Regions from separate parts of the Mus musculus genome. Here all the other regions are linked to region 3. The links are chromatin contacts, called in public HiChIP or PLAC-seq, Micro-C and promoter capture Hi-C maps. All regions are on one chromosome and are shown on one strand. The core of a region is the stretch at or near the end of the contact, and the rest is flanking DNA. Distances in the headings are between cores, read along the strand shown. Region 1 holds the start of 6430584L05Rik (RIKEN cDNA 6430584L05 gene). Region 2 holds the start of Chn2 (chimerin 2). Region 3 holds the start of Plekha8 (pleckstrin homology domain containing, family A (phosphoinositide binding specific) member 8). Region 4 holds the start of Aqp1 (aquaporin 1). Region 5 holds the start of Mindy4 (MINDY lysine 48 deubiquitinase 4).

Region 1 (2,700 bases), core at 2-2,501, 800 kb before region 3:
AGTTGAAGACAGACATCTGCTATGGATCATGACTAGGACCCACTCCATCTGTGGATATGGCTGTAAGTGAAGCAGAGGGAAGACTGGCCATATAAATGGAATGCTTCGATAATGTATAGCTGGTCCTTGCTGTATAGGACTTCCTGGCTGGCTAGCTCCAGAGCTGACACTTACTGCACGTTCACAGACATTCTGGACCATTTGAGAGGCTTGACACACAGTGCTCAGCCAAATGAGAGGACACTCTGCTTTTTTGTTCCAGGTGTCCTACTTTAAAAACAAATGTCACGTCAGGGAGGTGATAAGGTTTATTTTGTCCCTATTTGTTACATGGGCTGTGAAGGACAAGAGAGTCTCAGTTTAGGGTCTGCATGGAGTCTGATGCAGCATGATGTGACTTACACACGGAAAACTGTGACAAGAGGATGGGTTAGGACATCACCCTGGTTAGAATGATTTGGATGATCCTTATTGGTTGGCTGGAAGAACTGGGTGACCCTTTGTGGGACATCTTATAGGACAATCACAGACGCAAGCTTGAGCTTCAGGGAACTACTTGGTGGTGTCCCTATAGGAGGAATGCCTACTGAGCTTTCCCCGGGCCCCACACGGCATCTTTGCTCCCCATCCAACTACCTTCTACATGGAGTTTCCTGTGCTCTAGCACCACAGAGACTAGCTTTGAGCCTTCATATGCAGACATGATCATGGAGAGACACACAGAATTTTGCCTCTGCCTTCTTGCCAGCCCCTTTTTCCGACTTTCTCCTTTCAAGCCATCCCCACAGCTGCATTGACAGCTCGACCACCCATTTCACATGCCCTTCTTCTCCTGTGTCCCCCAGACAGGCCTAGGTCTGAAGATCTTATCCCTGACTGTAGCATCCCTGGGCACAGCCTGCCTGAGGGTGGCCAAACACAGATGGCTATGGAGCCCAGGCTCCATATTCCTCATTCCTATGGGCTTGAGTAAGGGGCTTCCAAGGGGGTGTAGGCAATGGGCAGAGCTGTGGCTTGGCCCATCTGGTCTGTGCTGAGCCCTTGATGAGGAAAAACTGGTTTCAGAGCTACCGCACAGCAAGGCTGCTGGCTGAGCCACTGAAGGCCTTCTGTGAGGACATGAGAAGCCCTCAAATTCCACCCAGACTGCTCCTGTCTGCTTACCTCACATCATGATATCCAAGGCCACTGGATGTCTGGGAGGGCCCTCTGTGAAGGCCATCTGTCCAGCAAGAGACCAGAGCTACACATACCAGAGCCACGCCCAGCAGAGCTGTGGACCATGCCGGTGCCATGGCGATGCCATCTCGGCCAGCCTTTCCCAGCCCGGTAACCATGGGAATGTACTCAGGGCTGCGGCTGCTTATGCAATGCCTCTGAGGGAGGGAGGCTCGCGGACCCACCTACTTGCTGCAGGGAAGCCAGAGCCCCAAAAGAATCTGTGAACACGTATGCTACCCACCTGCTTCTCCTCACTGAGAGGCAGGGAGAGCGCCACACATTCTCATCACGTATCATGTAACAACACACTACCTGGGTTAGAATGACCTCGAGGGGAAGAGAGGACAAGAAAGAGAAAGTAGGGGCAGGGGGAAATTCTAACTAGGAAGATGTTGGCTGTCTGCATGCAGAAAGGCTCCAGCCACTCTGGCAGCCCCAGGACCCAGATGTTTGTATTATTGAGGCAGCACAGCTGCTGTGTGTGCTATTCTGGTTTCATTGCCCTGAATCTGGGAACTGGAGCCTCCTAGAGGGAAGAATGGAGAGCTGAGATGAGCGTAAGCTTGCGAGCCAGCCAGAAAGAGCACTGTCCACAGGAAGAGGTTCATACACATGAGTGAGCCAATCAGAGCTGACTGAAAAAATAAATCCAACCCTGCTGCTTCTTGTTATGTTCCAACACCACATAAGGGCTCCAGGCGTGGGGCCTCTGGGAGCCCCTGAAGCCACAGGCTAAAGGCATCACAGGCTTCTAGACACAAGCTTCAAGACACAGGCTTCCTATAGCAATTGCAGCTCTCCCGGGTCCTCTCCATCCTGGCCCTATCTCTCTCTTTGCTATCCCTCCCATGTTGAGTCCCACCTCTTGAGATTCCTGGACCTCTGAAGGTGCCCCAGAGTTCAGGAGACTCTGGCCCAAGTTCTCCTAGTCCCTCAAGCCCCAACCTTCACCTTGGCTGACAGAAATGCCCAGACAAATGGTCAGTACCCTACTAGTCTTCTCTCTCCTTGTCTCCACAATGCCCCCAACTCCCCGCAGTCTCTTCTTTTGCTTTATCAGGACCCCAGGACCCAGCTGCATGCACAGAGCCTCCTCTCCTCCCAGGGTTCCTCCTCAGCTTGCTACTCCACCCTGACACTAAACCTCCCAGGTCCACGTCCCATTCAGTCTGCATCCTTCCCCTCAGCTCCATGCCCACTGCATATGCTCTCTTGCAAATAGAGCCAAGTCTCTTATGTCTTGTCTCCGAGAAAGGCTAACCCTGCCTTCTCTAGTTGAGGTTCCCAGATTATTAATACTGACTGGTCATCAGTCACCCATGTGCCCTCCTCTCCTATTTTTTACCCTCCAGTTACTATACTTTCCCATCTCTATATGCTCCTATCACCCAAACTCCAGCCAACCATGAACCTAGCCATCATGGTGAATTCGGAGCCAGTAGCCCACTTCTCTCTACCAATTCTCATGCCAAGCCCCAT
Region 2 (2,700 bases), core at 158-2,657, 560 kb after region 3:
GAGAACACCTACACTGGTCACAGTCACCTTGTGTCTACAATCTGATTAGTTACACATCCATAGCTATGATTCCTTTTAATGCCTGCCTTCCTGCCAGTGCTGCATCTCTTCTCCACTCCGGATTTAATTTTTGGAGAATAAATAAAAGGAACTCAATTGTGGACACCATACAGTAGTAACACACTGAGCATTCCCACCAGGACTTGAAGACTGTTGTCTTGGACCCTTGAGTTCTGTATACCATGCCAAATGTCTTACCAGCCATCCCTTCAGGGTTTCTTATTAAAGTTTTCAGTGACCAAAGGGGTAGTAGAACTGTACCTAATGCATCAGTCTGATTAGAAACCTGTCATGTTCAGAAACCAGAGGGGCTGCCTCCATTGATTCTTATGCATTCACATTCATTATCATTTTTTTCTGTTCAATTAGACCTGCTGATCAACCATAGAAAAGCTTGAAAGCCCTTCTTTCACCCAGCCACATTTAACACTGAAAAAAAAAGAAGCCTTGAAAGTAAAATTACAGCCCCCACCGCCCCCCTCCCGCGCGCACACATGTTCTCTGTGTCTGTCTCACAGTCTCTCTGTCTCTGTCTGTCCCTACACACACACACACACACACACACACACACACACACTCACACACACACACTAAACACGCCAGGAGTCAGAGGCTGGGCTCAACCTCCATTCCACTATCCCACTTCAGTCAGATGAGCAAGACACATTTTCGTCCTGGCTGCTCTCTCAAACCCATACCCCAAGCGAGTGTCTCCAAGGAGCTAATTTCTGAAACAAACAAAGAAATCCGAGTCTGCAAGGAGCTGGGGTTTGCACCCTTCTTTGGCTCTGAGTATCCAAGGTTTCTGGCACCAAGGCAGACAGGTCCCGAGCCCAGCTGTGCCCTCAGCTTCCCTGCGCCTTCTGCCCCTGTTCCAGCTGTGCAGAAAGTGCAAGGCTGCTGGCAGCTACTGCTCGCCAGGAGCCCCAGACTCCAGGTCCGCACGCCTAGGACACCACCGAGTCCCACCACTACACTGTCACCGCTCAGACGCAAAGGTGTTGACCACCTTAACAAGTGTCCCAGTGACGCTCGTGTCCCGCGCCACGCTCTCCTAGAGCGGGAGGGACGGCCACAGGTAGACTCTCCATCCCAGCACGGGCGCCCGCGCGCTGAAACTCACCAGAGGACACGGAGGAGCCGGACAGACTAGAGTTGCTGGATGCTGCCATCTCGGCGCCGCGCGTCACCGCTCTCTCAGTCCTGGTGCGGGCGGCGTCGCCGCTGCCCTCGGCCGGCTGCTCGCAGCCCGCGCGGCCCCCAGCCCATGGCAAAGTCCTGGGGACGCGCGGGAAGCACCGGCCTCCGGACTCTGCCTGTACTTCCTGCTCCGCCAGATGACGCGCTGCCGCCGCCGCTATTTATTCGTGCTCGCCGTCCCTCTCGGCGCCTGGGCGCACTCCGCTGCGGGCGTCGAGGTGGCAGGGGCACAGCGAGGCCAAGGCGGCCGGCCAGGAGGATGGGACCACCTCTCTCGGCGTCCCCGCTGTCCCCGCCGCGGGCCCGCTCCCTGCGCGCGACTGGAACCTGGGCGCCCTTCGGCTCCCGGCACTGACTCTAGGGATCCAGCCTCTCCCGCCGCCGCACTTCGAGCGGCCCGGGCAAAGGCGGGGGAGACAGATAGACAGCGACCTCCCCCTTCTCCCTCCTCCCCAACTCGGCTCGCGCGCGCACACAAAGGAAGGAGAGGAACGCCGGCGCTCCGGGCTGAATCCGCTCGGCCGGCTTGACAGCTCCTGCAACCCTGGCTGCAGGGGGAGGCTGCAGACCAAGGGGTGGAGACCATCAGGACTCGGAGCCTGCCCCGAGGTGTTGGGCACGCCGCCAGGGACGCGAGGCGGGCCGGGCAGCAGTGTACAGTGCTGCTTCCCGAATTAGAAGGGGATGGAGGGGTCGTAGGAGGAAGGTGGTGGGACTGGCAGCAAGCTCTAGGTTTGGATCAGCCACACAGCTCGGGGGAGGGGGTGCAGGGGTGGGGGTACTTCCAGAAGGAGAAGACAAGGTCTCTAAGGATTACGTGCGGGTTTGGAGCAGGCCAGGATGCCACCAAGGCTGGGAAGCGCCCTTCCCATCACCCTTTAATTTGTCCTTTGTTGGTCAGGAACCGAAGGTCCCTGCCCTGCCACAAGAAGCGTCTCCTAAAGCAGAGAGAGCTGATCTAGCTACACTTAAGTACCCCAGACACTGGCAGGGACAGTGCCCCCAAAGTCCACTATGCTTCTGAGACCGGTGCTAAAAGAAATAGAGACATCCCAAAGGTGGCATCGGTCTTACACAAAGAAAGTGGTTCTCTGCCCCTTGGTAGGATCTTCACAAAAGACTGACTCTGCAGCAGGTGCGACTGAATCCTTTAAGGATAAGGAATTGCCTAGGTGTACCGGAGAAAGGGACTGGAGCCGGTGTGTGCCATCCTCCTGTATTTAAACCTAAATTAATTTTACTGGAAGGAAATGTCATGCAGATATATATTTTTTAAAATCCGTTTCACGCTCCCAGCAGGGTAATCGGTTCTTTCATTCCTAAAGCTACAGAAAAACTGTGAAATTTGAACAGAAATTGTTAGATCAAAGGGAAAAAAAGCAAACATTAAAGGAATGAAAGTACTCTCATTATAGAGCAAAACGGAAAGTGTTCTCATTG
Region 3 (2,725 bases), core at 201-2,700:
ACAATTAAGATACACACCTACTTCTCAGCATTTAGGACAGCATTGGGAGAATGGCACCGTCAAGCCTTCTCTTAAACAACATGCTAATCGGCTTCCAGTATTCAAGGACCTGCAGGCCAGCTTTGAGTTCTTCCTGTATAACCTAATCTCTCTGCTGACATCAGTGGAGATCCTTGAAGTGAAGGCCAGGTCTTAAGGAAAACCTTCTCATCAGACCCTCGGGTAGAGATTTTAAAAAAAATGAATTAACTGTGCTAACTACTATACTACTTGGAGATTCCAGGTACATGCTGACAGGTGTACTTCTGCCTGTACTGGGCTGTGACTTCCTCAAAGTTACTCTGCCAGATCTTCACAAGCCATACACACCTGTCCTTACTACAGAACTGCCCCACCAAAGGATGGGGAAACCCTAGCTCTAGTTGGTAAGATTTCTAGTTTCTGCATCCCCACTGACACGTTAAATGTTAACCCATTTTCCCTAACAAAAAAGTTTAACTTTAAAACGCACCCAGCACTGTTCATATAGCATAGTACTTATAAAATACTGGCTGCTTGGATGAAAATAATGTTCGTTGAGAATCATCTTCAAAGCTGAGGAATAGTTCTAACTTCTGGATAGTTGGAAAGTGCTTCCAAGAGCTAGAAAGGGGGCAGGGTGCTATTTTAAGCCATTGTGCTGGGCAAGACAAGGACACCGTTGTTAATATCTGCATTCATTTTTATGACAGAGTTCTGAAACAAAAGAAATGTTCGGAGAGAAAAGGCCGATCGCCAGCGTACACTTCAGGGCTTAGGGCTGCGGTGCTAGAGTTCCACTACCTCGGTCGGCAGGGGGATGACCCTGAAGGTGCCTAGGGAGATCGACTGCGTGGAGACTCTGGAATCCAGGGGTTGGTGGCACTCGGCACCCTGCAGCTGGGCTGCGCGGCCCAAGCGAGGCCGCCCCCCACCCAATTCGCGAGATTGAGGTGGACCCCGCAGCGGACCCAGGCTGCCGGCTTCACCCGGTACCCAACTCTCCATCCGGGCCGCGAGCCGGCGGAGGGTGCCGCCTGGCGCACCGCACCCACGGAAGCCGGCACTCACCGCTCAGGTAGTTGGTCCACTTGTACAGCACGCCCTCCATGGCACCCGCGGGCCCCTCGTCGCCCCGGCCCGCCGCGGGGACGCCGGGCCGGCCTCACATCCTGGGCCCGGGGGCGGGGTCACCGCGACAGCCTGGGAGCACCAGCTCCGGGTCCCGGGGGCTGCGCCTGCGCCTGGCGCAGTCGGTGTGGACGCCGCAGAGCGGCCGCCAGAGAGAGGCGAGGGAGGCGCGGGAGGCGCGGCCCCTGTGGCGGCGGTCGCGGGCGCCTTCCTGCGGCCACTGAGCCCACAGCGCCCGCCCCGGCGCGCTCGCGCATGCTCACTGCGCTGTGCGCACGCTACCAAATCCACGCCAGGGTTTGGCCACTGCGCGGAGGGGCTGACCGGTGGGCGGGGCTCCGATGCGCACGCGGGTGGCAGGTCACCCATGGGGGTCTAGGCTCCAGGGATCCAGCTTTTAATGACAAGTTTGTCAGTGGAGGAGGATGCGGGCTGAGACCCGGAATCCTCGGATGAGGCTAGTCTGTAGTTTCCGGATGCACTTCTGTGTAAGGCGCTGTTCAAACTGCCGGCCTCTTGACTGGAAGCTTGGTCTCTGGACCGCAGACATTGACTTCACCTGGGCTTCTGTTAAAAAAAAAAAAAAAATCTCTCGGGGGTTCCAGACCTTTTGGATTAAAAATCGGCACTTTTACAAGCTCTCCAAGGGGAATTTCTAAGTACATGAAAGTATGAAAATGCACTGTTGTCAGGATTTTTATCCAAGAAAAGTGTCTATCACAGGTTAGATGGAAGGTGAATGTTGAGAAGAAGCACAACACAACCAAATGTTAGTGTTATAGAAATATGCTCTCAAGGGCTAAAGTGCAGGCATTTTTTCCCTTAGTGTAAGGTTGACAGGTTTAATAAATAATATATCACTTAGTTGGTTATTTGCCTGACTGCACACCTCAATGCCCTGTTTTTGTTGTTGTTTTGTTTGTGTTTTGTTGTTGTTTTAATCTCTTTTGGTGATTTCTAGTTTCTTCTCAGATTGCAGCAATGGACTACATCTGAAATGAGGGCAGCCGTTTAGAACTTTAAGCTGTATAATTGTTAAAACAAGTGCTCTCTCTCTCTCTCTCTCTCTCTCTCTCTCTCTCTCCGTCCTTAAGTATTATCTACTCACCACCAAGGTCACATAAGTGACGAATTATTAGCAGTCACTCATTGACAGCGATGTTTGTAGAATGAAATCAAGCCAAGTCTTAAGGTGGAGTGCCAATTCTTTTCGGCCAAGTGAACTTAAGCAGGGCACTAACTTCTAACCTAATTTTTTTTTTAAACTAGCTTCTCTCCGGGCTAGTTTTTTGCAACTTGATGCAGGCTAGAGTAATTTGGAACGAGGATCTCCGAACCATAAGATTTACCTGTAGGCAAGTCTCTACTGCTTTTTCTTAAATACTGATTGATGTGGAAGGGTCCAGTTCACTGAGAGTGGTGCCACCCTTGGTCAGGTGATCCTAGGTGCTATTAAAAAAAAAAAAAAAAAGCAGGCTGAGCAAGCCAGTAAGCAGCACTCCTCTATGGCCTCTCTACATCAGCTCTTGCTTCCTGATTACTGTTTTGAGTTCCTACCCTGCCTTCCCTGGATAAT
Region 4 (2,700 bases), core at 113-2,612, 740 kb before region 3:
CAATGGGTACAAGTGCTTACACACTCTCCAACAACACAGCATCAACGTGAAAATAGCTTACACAAGTTCAGGACCCAAGCAGACACTCACACACCTTCGCTTCCACCTCCGCACACAACAAGCCAGCATGCCCCACGGTTCAGTGGCCAGGGACTGCTGAGCTGAGCCCTTCTCCTGAACTGGTATCTAGAAAACTCTCCCAAAGCTCCAGAGAGAGTATTGTTCTCTCAACTTTGTCTAATTATTGGGGGTAGAGGGAGGAAAGGGGGCTGTCTCCTGACTTTCTGAGGAAGTTGATTTGGGGACCTGGCTAAGGATTAGAAGCCGATTAGAAGCCCAGGCAACTTATCAAGAGAGTCACACTCAGACACTTGCAGAAGTGGCTTTAAACACACTGGGTAGCTGGAGAAAATGTACTCGGGACAGTAGGTAGAGGTTGCCTAGTGCACGGGACTGCAAAGGGGGAAGGTGACTGCTCAGGTAGCTCAGAAGAGGGGAGGAACTGCTGGCATGCACCTAGCTGCCCCTCCAGCTCATTCCTGGCAGTAGCTACTCTGCAGGGGACTTTGGCACAACCATATTGTCTAGCTCCTCCATTCTCACAGCACCAACCAGCAAAGAGACCATGCAGTACAACTGAGTTCTAGCCCCAGTTCTCAGCATGACTCCAGAAACCTTCATCCTTCTCTCTGTTCTTCAGTATCCCCCTTGTACAGTAGGCAAATGGAGCCAGCTCCCTCTCTGTCTTCTCCTACAGACACCCTAAGCCTAAGATACCCCACTCACGTCATTGCGGCCAAGTGAATTGTCGACTAGGGAGGAGGTGATGCCCGAGAGAATGGCCGTGGCGACGATGGCTCCCACACACTGGGCGATGATGTACATGACAGCCCGGAGGATGCTGATCTGACAGCTGAGCAGGAGCCCCAGTGTGACCGCAGGGTTGAGGTGAGCACCGCTGATGTGACCCACACTTTGGGCCAGAGTAGCGATGCTCAAACCAAAGGCCAGCGACACCTTCACGTTGTCCTGGACCAGCGTCTGGTTTCTCTCCAGTGGGTAATTGAAGCCTAGGGCAGAACCAATGCTGATGAAGACGAAGAGGGTCATGGCCAGGAACTCAGCCACCACAGCCCTCCAGAAGAGCTTCTTCTTGATTTCACTGGCCATGCTGGCAGGGACCTCGACTTAACCGCTGGATGCCTGGTGCTCAACTCCCTCCAAGAGCTGAGCCACAGCCTGGGCTGGGCCTATTTATAGGGCTGGGTGGGGGGAGCACAAAGGGAGGAAGGCCTCTCCTTGCTCCTGGCCCGCCCCACACCACACGAGCCTCCTCGCTGCGATGGATGCAGACAGGGCTCTGCTGTCTGCCTGCCAACTTTTTCCTTCCTCCTCTCCCCCTCCTGCCCTCCCTTGCTCCCTCCACCCGCCTCAGCCCTCGGCCCTGCCCAGCGTAAGGAGGCAGGAGGCAACCGTTGCTCTAATAGGCTTTGGGAAATTCTTCCAAGCTGGCTCTTCTCAGGGGGCCAGAGAAATCCAGGTGTCCCCGCCCAGCCTGCAAAGCTCAAGGGTGCCTGAGGGCAGAGGCTGGCACTCTAGAAGGGGTGGGGAATAGGGGTTGTCTGGACTCCCCAGACGGACATTGCCCTCCCTGGAGGTGGCACCAGAAATTGCCTGCCTGTCCCATCCCACTCTGAGCAGAGTTAGTAATCTGAAGTTCTCAGGCTGAGAAATCTGTGGGCCAGTCTGGCCTCCAATGTCCTGGCCTGGGCCAAGCAGCTGCATGTCACTTTGGGGATGTGTCCTCGCCCCCCGGGCCTCATTGATGGGAGTAGAGAAGCTTTCTGGGAGCCACCTATCATTCTTTAGACAATGGCAGACCTTAGCCAAGCAAGGTTGCTGGAAAACTCCCCCAATTCCTCAAACTTAAAACAATTTGAGGCCATGATTTGAGAGGGGGTGGGGAAGATAATGTTGCTTAGGCTTTTTTTTTTTCTCTAATAGATAAAGTAGCTAGCAGGTCACTGAAGAGATGGAAGGAATGACAGCTGGACCTGAAAAGGAGCGAATGGGAGACATGGGCTGGGGCTAAGAGACAGATGCAGTGATGGGATGATAGGCAGAGCAACAGGAAGCATTATCCGAGTGATGGTGGAAAGTGGAAGAGGTTTCCAGCCTTGCAGGAGACAGCGGCCAGGCTATGGATGTGCTCACGCATACAATATTCAACTGGGCACTGGATTCAGTCACTAGCATCACAGGAAAAAACAGCACGTCAGAAACAGGAAGAGACAAACGGAGCAGAGGAGACATAGGCCGGACAAGAATCTAGATAGAGAAAGAGGAGAGAGGAAGGTAAGGGAGACCAGAGGCACTTTCCAACACCAGGAGGGGTGGAGAGGAGGTGGGGGCAGACAAAGCACCCACCATGTTTCCTGTGTACCCCCAAAATCCCGAGTAAAGGACCAGAGAACTGGTCGGTCACTTGCCTACTGTTTGAGTGTGCTGGAAGGTATACCAGGCCCATAGGGAGGCTCTCTCTGTGGCCACAAGGTAGGACCTGTTATGATTGGTCCCTCTCTTTCCATCTTAGTCCTTATCAGAATCATTGGCTTCTTACCCATCAGAGGTGGAAAAACAACACTCACTGAGAAAGAAGAAATGTCTTTGAGTCTGACATCTGTCAAGATAGGGCCAAGC
Region 5 (2,700 bases), core at 172-2,671, 610 kb before region 3:
GTCCAGCCTGCTCACCCTCGGGCAAGTTTCTTTGCTGCCTTGTCCCATAACACTCTGATATGAAAAGGAATACTGTAAGTATACTTATCTTCCAGGATGGTTAGGGACATTTGAGAAGATCAATCACCATCTAGGAGGTACACACAGGGTGGCAAAGGCCTGTGGTGATCACAAGGTCTCTGTCCCAGAGCAGAAGCAGTGACGAAAGTAATTACAACTGTGCATGCTGGTATGCCCCCGTACTTCCGAATACAGGAGTCAGAGGCAGGAGAATCGAGAGTGTAAAGACAGTCTGGGCTACACAGAGAGTTTAAAGAGAACCTAGGCGCTGCCTGGGCATCACTAGTGCTCACTCATCAGACATGAGTGGACTGTAAAAGTTCCCGTTAGAGAGAAGATGAGGTAGTAACGTCAAACTTACATTTCAAACTAATAGCACATACCTAAACTTCCACCATCTGACCTCAAATCCTTTTCCTTTGTTCCATGCAAACACACACACACACACACACACACACACACACACACACACACACACACTCACACATACGCACGCACACACGCATGCATGTTTCAATCTCAAATTAGTGCCCCTTGGGCCAGCTCAATATGACATCATGTGGAAGCACAGATCCCTAGTGTATAGTCCTCAGCCCCTTTGTGTAAACTACAAGCCAGTGTGGGACTCCTGGAGTCTAGGAAGTGCCTTCCTCTCCTAGACCCCCATGGGGGACTCAAGAGCCTCCCTAACTTGTAAACACTTTGAAAACTCTTCTGGCAGTAAGAGAATTTACATAATTCCCCCCACAAAAGCTCATTCAGCAGCTAGAATTTCCATCATTGATTAAAATGATCAAAAGGACTGCCTGTCCAGAACTTTCCTTTAGAAAGTTCTTTTCTACAGACATGTCCTGTGCTCCTGGCTGGGAGAACTTGCTCCGCCCTGGACACCCTTGCCAATCTGGCACTGCTGTGACAGAGGGGACCAGGGGAGGGCAGCCAAGCAAGCGCAGGCCTGGCTTTGTGGACGTGCCCTTGCATTAGGGAGGGCTGGCTTCTGGGAAATGTAGTTTCCTTGTCCCGAGAAAGGGGCGCTCTTGGGGAAATCTCTGAGGCGAACAGAAGGCATGGAATGCTCCCCCCACCCTCGAAGGTGCAAAGATGCTAATGGAAACCACTGGTTGCCCCCCAACTTAAGAAGATACTAGTGGGTTTCGGAGTGTCCAGACATTACCTTTCTGCTAAGAAACTCCCTGACCAGGGAGGCGGCCACCTCCTCCACGTACAGACTGTCCATGCTGCTAGCGCTGCCCACGAGGCCACGCGGCCGCCTGCAGCCCCAGGCCCCTTAATCCGTTGGGCCCAGTAAAGCGGCGTTGCCGTGGCGACGGTGGCATCCGCGCCAGGAAGAACTCCTCCCCTTCCTGGGAAACAAGCGTTCTAGGAGGGCGGGAGAGAAGGGAGGGAGGAGCATCCTCCAAGCCGCTACTCTCTGCCAGTTGCTGTGCCAGCAGCTGAAGGCGGGACTTAGCCTATGAGTTCTGGGCGCCGAGTTGACTGACTCTGGTTTTTTGTGGTGGATGTCACTGGCCTAATCAAAGGTTCTATTTCTCCATACACAAAATGGGAAACACGCCCTACCCTGTGGTTCTTAAAGTCTGAACTGGCAGGGAAGCAGGGCCCTGACAGTCCACCCTCAGGATTGCAGTTACCTCCCGGGTTCACTTGAGACACAGACTTCAGTGTTCTGGCCTCTGTTATGGCAAGGGCGCTTAGACTCCAATTTCTGGCATCTAGAAACTGGAAGGATGGGAAACTGCCGAAGCCCAGGTCTTTGCCAGTCCCTTGGGTAGCACCTCAACTTTCTCCAGGACTGTACTTTGCCTGTTGCGTTGGTTTGCTGGGGCTGCTATAATAAAACGCCGCAGACTGTGGCTTCAACAACAAAGTTACTACCTTGCAATCCTGTATGTAGCCTGCAAGCTGGTGAACAGGTGGCACCAGGGCTTTTATGGCTCGAGTTCCCTCCCGTTGACATCTTCTTTCTGTGTCTTTACAGAGCCTCCCTCTAAATGTATCTGTGTGCTATTATTCATCTCTTCTTAGAACACTGAACACAGTTAAGTGTTCACCATAACAACCTCCTTTAATGTTACTGTACCTCCAGATAAGTCACATTCTAGATGCTACAAGGCATTAGGACCTCAACTTAGGAACGTTATGCTCTCAACTCAGCACATATCACCCACACTCCTACATACAAATTATTTTCTCTAAACTAATGTTTCTTATTTTTTTCTTAAAATTGTTTCCAGGCAGTGATACTCACAAAATCTTAGGTTTGTATGATTATTCAATTCTGAGAAACCTTAAAACATTTATAAAATTAGAAAGGTATGTTGTATGTAAGATTGTCTCACAGCCAACGGCACATGCACTGTGTCTGGAGACTTCATGGTCCGCTTTGGTGTCCTGAGGATGTCATTGTATTAGGACAGTTATAATTTCCAGGCATCCTCACCGTCTAACCCTCCAAGGAGGTCTCTGCAAACTCACCTTAGCTGCATGTGGGTAAAGTGAAGATAGCAATCAGGAACCTTGCCAGGGGACCTGCTATTTCAGATGTAAGGACACACTAGTAAATGTGTTATCATTTAAAGCGCAAGGCAGACTTTCTTACATAGACATAAGTAAGACAAG

What was found. Promoter capture Hi-C pulls out the DNA fragments that hold promoters and counts their contacts. A called contact is a pair of places that touch in the nucleus more often than the background predicts. HiChIP or PLAC-seq counts read pairs in DNA pulled down with a chosen protein or histone mark.
Region 1: a promoter capture Hi-C map of pre-B cells shows a contact between it and region 3, with 6 times the contacts expected there. The contact joins the promoter of 6430584L05Rik here to the promoter of Plekha8 in region 3. A contact is called at or near these places in 7 of 39 promoter capture datasets (the 3T3-L1 cell line, hippocampal neurons, liver and 2 more), 1 of 15 datasets of contacts at CTCF or cohesin (large pre-B cells) and 1 of 9 other capture datasets (liver).
Region 2: a contact with region 3 is called in a Micro-C map of embryonic stem cells, with 5 times the contacts expected there. The contact joins the promoter of Chn2 here to the promoter of Plekha8 in region 3. A contact is called at or near these places in 2 of 39 promoter capture datasets (both in liver), 1 of 484 Hi-C or Micro-C datasets (embryonic stem cells) and 1 of 115 datasets of contacts at active chromatin or transcription factors (pancreatic cancer cells).
Region 4: a contact with region 3 is called in a FOXA1 HiChIP or PLAC-seq map of pancreatic cancer cells. The contact joins the promoter of Aqp1 here to the promoter of Plekha8 in region 3. A contact is called at or near these places in 3 of 39 promoter capture datasets (embryonic stem cells, liver and neutrophils), 2 of 115 datasets of contacts at active chromatin or transcription factors (extraembryonic endoderm stem cells and pancreatic cancer cells) and 1 of 9 other capture datasets (liver).
Region 5: a promoter capture Hi-C map of pre-B cells shows a contact between it and region 3. The contact joins the promoter of Mindy4 here to the promoter of Plekha8 in region 3. A contact is called at or near these places in 16 of 39 promoter capture datasets (the 3T3-L1 cell line, 3T3-L1-derived adipocytes, the C10 cell line and 11 more), 2 of 484 Hi-C or Micro-C datasets (muscle stem cells and reprogramming fibroblasts), 11 of 115 datasets of contacts at active chromatin or transcription factors (the NIH/3T3 cell line, astrocytes, craniofacial prominence and 6 more) and 4 of 9 other capture datasets (adipose tissue, liver, macrophages and 1 more).

What each region holds. Positions count from the first base shown.
Region 1 is chr6:55,395,438-55,398,137 of GRCm38.p6, reverse strand. It overlaps 6430584L05Rik (RIKEN cDNA 6430584L05 gene), which reads right to left and starts at 1,251. Exons shown (of 4, transcript NR_046179.1): 1 at 1,165-1,251.
Region 2 is chr6:54,038,639-54,041,338 of GRCm38.p6, reverse strand. It overlaps Chn2 (chimerin 2), which reads right to left and starts at 1,407. Exons shown (of 13, transcript NM_001163640.1): 1 at 1,184-1,407. The coding sequence starts at 1,232.
Region 3 is chr6:54,593,836-54,596,560 of GRCm38.p6, reverse strand. Plekha8 (pleckstrin homology domain containing, family A (phosphoinositide binding specific) member 8) reads right to left here and starts at 1,450. Exons shown (of 14, transcript NM_001164361.1): 1 at 1,090-1,450. The coding sequence starts at 1,129. It also overlaps a transcript of Fkbp14 not described here.
Region 4 is chr6:55,334,961-55,337,660 of GRCm38.p6, reverse strand. Aqp1 (aquaporin 1) reads right to left here and starts at 1,362. Exons shown (of 4, transcript NM_007472.2): 1 at 787-1,362. The coding sequence starts at 1,170.
Region 5 is chr6:55,202,104-55,204,803 of GRCm38.p6, reverse strand. It overlaps Mindy4 (MINDY lysine 48 deubiquitinase 4), which reads right to left and starts at 1,421. Exons shown (of 18, transcript NM_001142781.1): 1 at 1,235-1,421. The coding sequence starts at 1,297.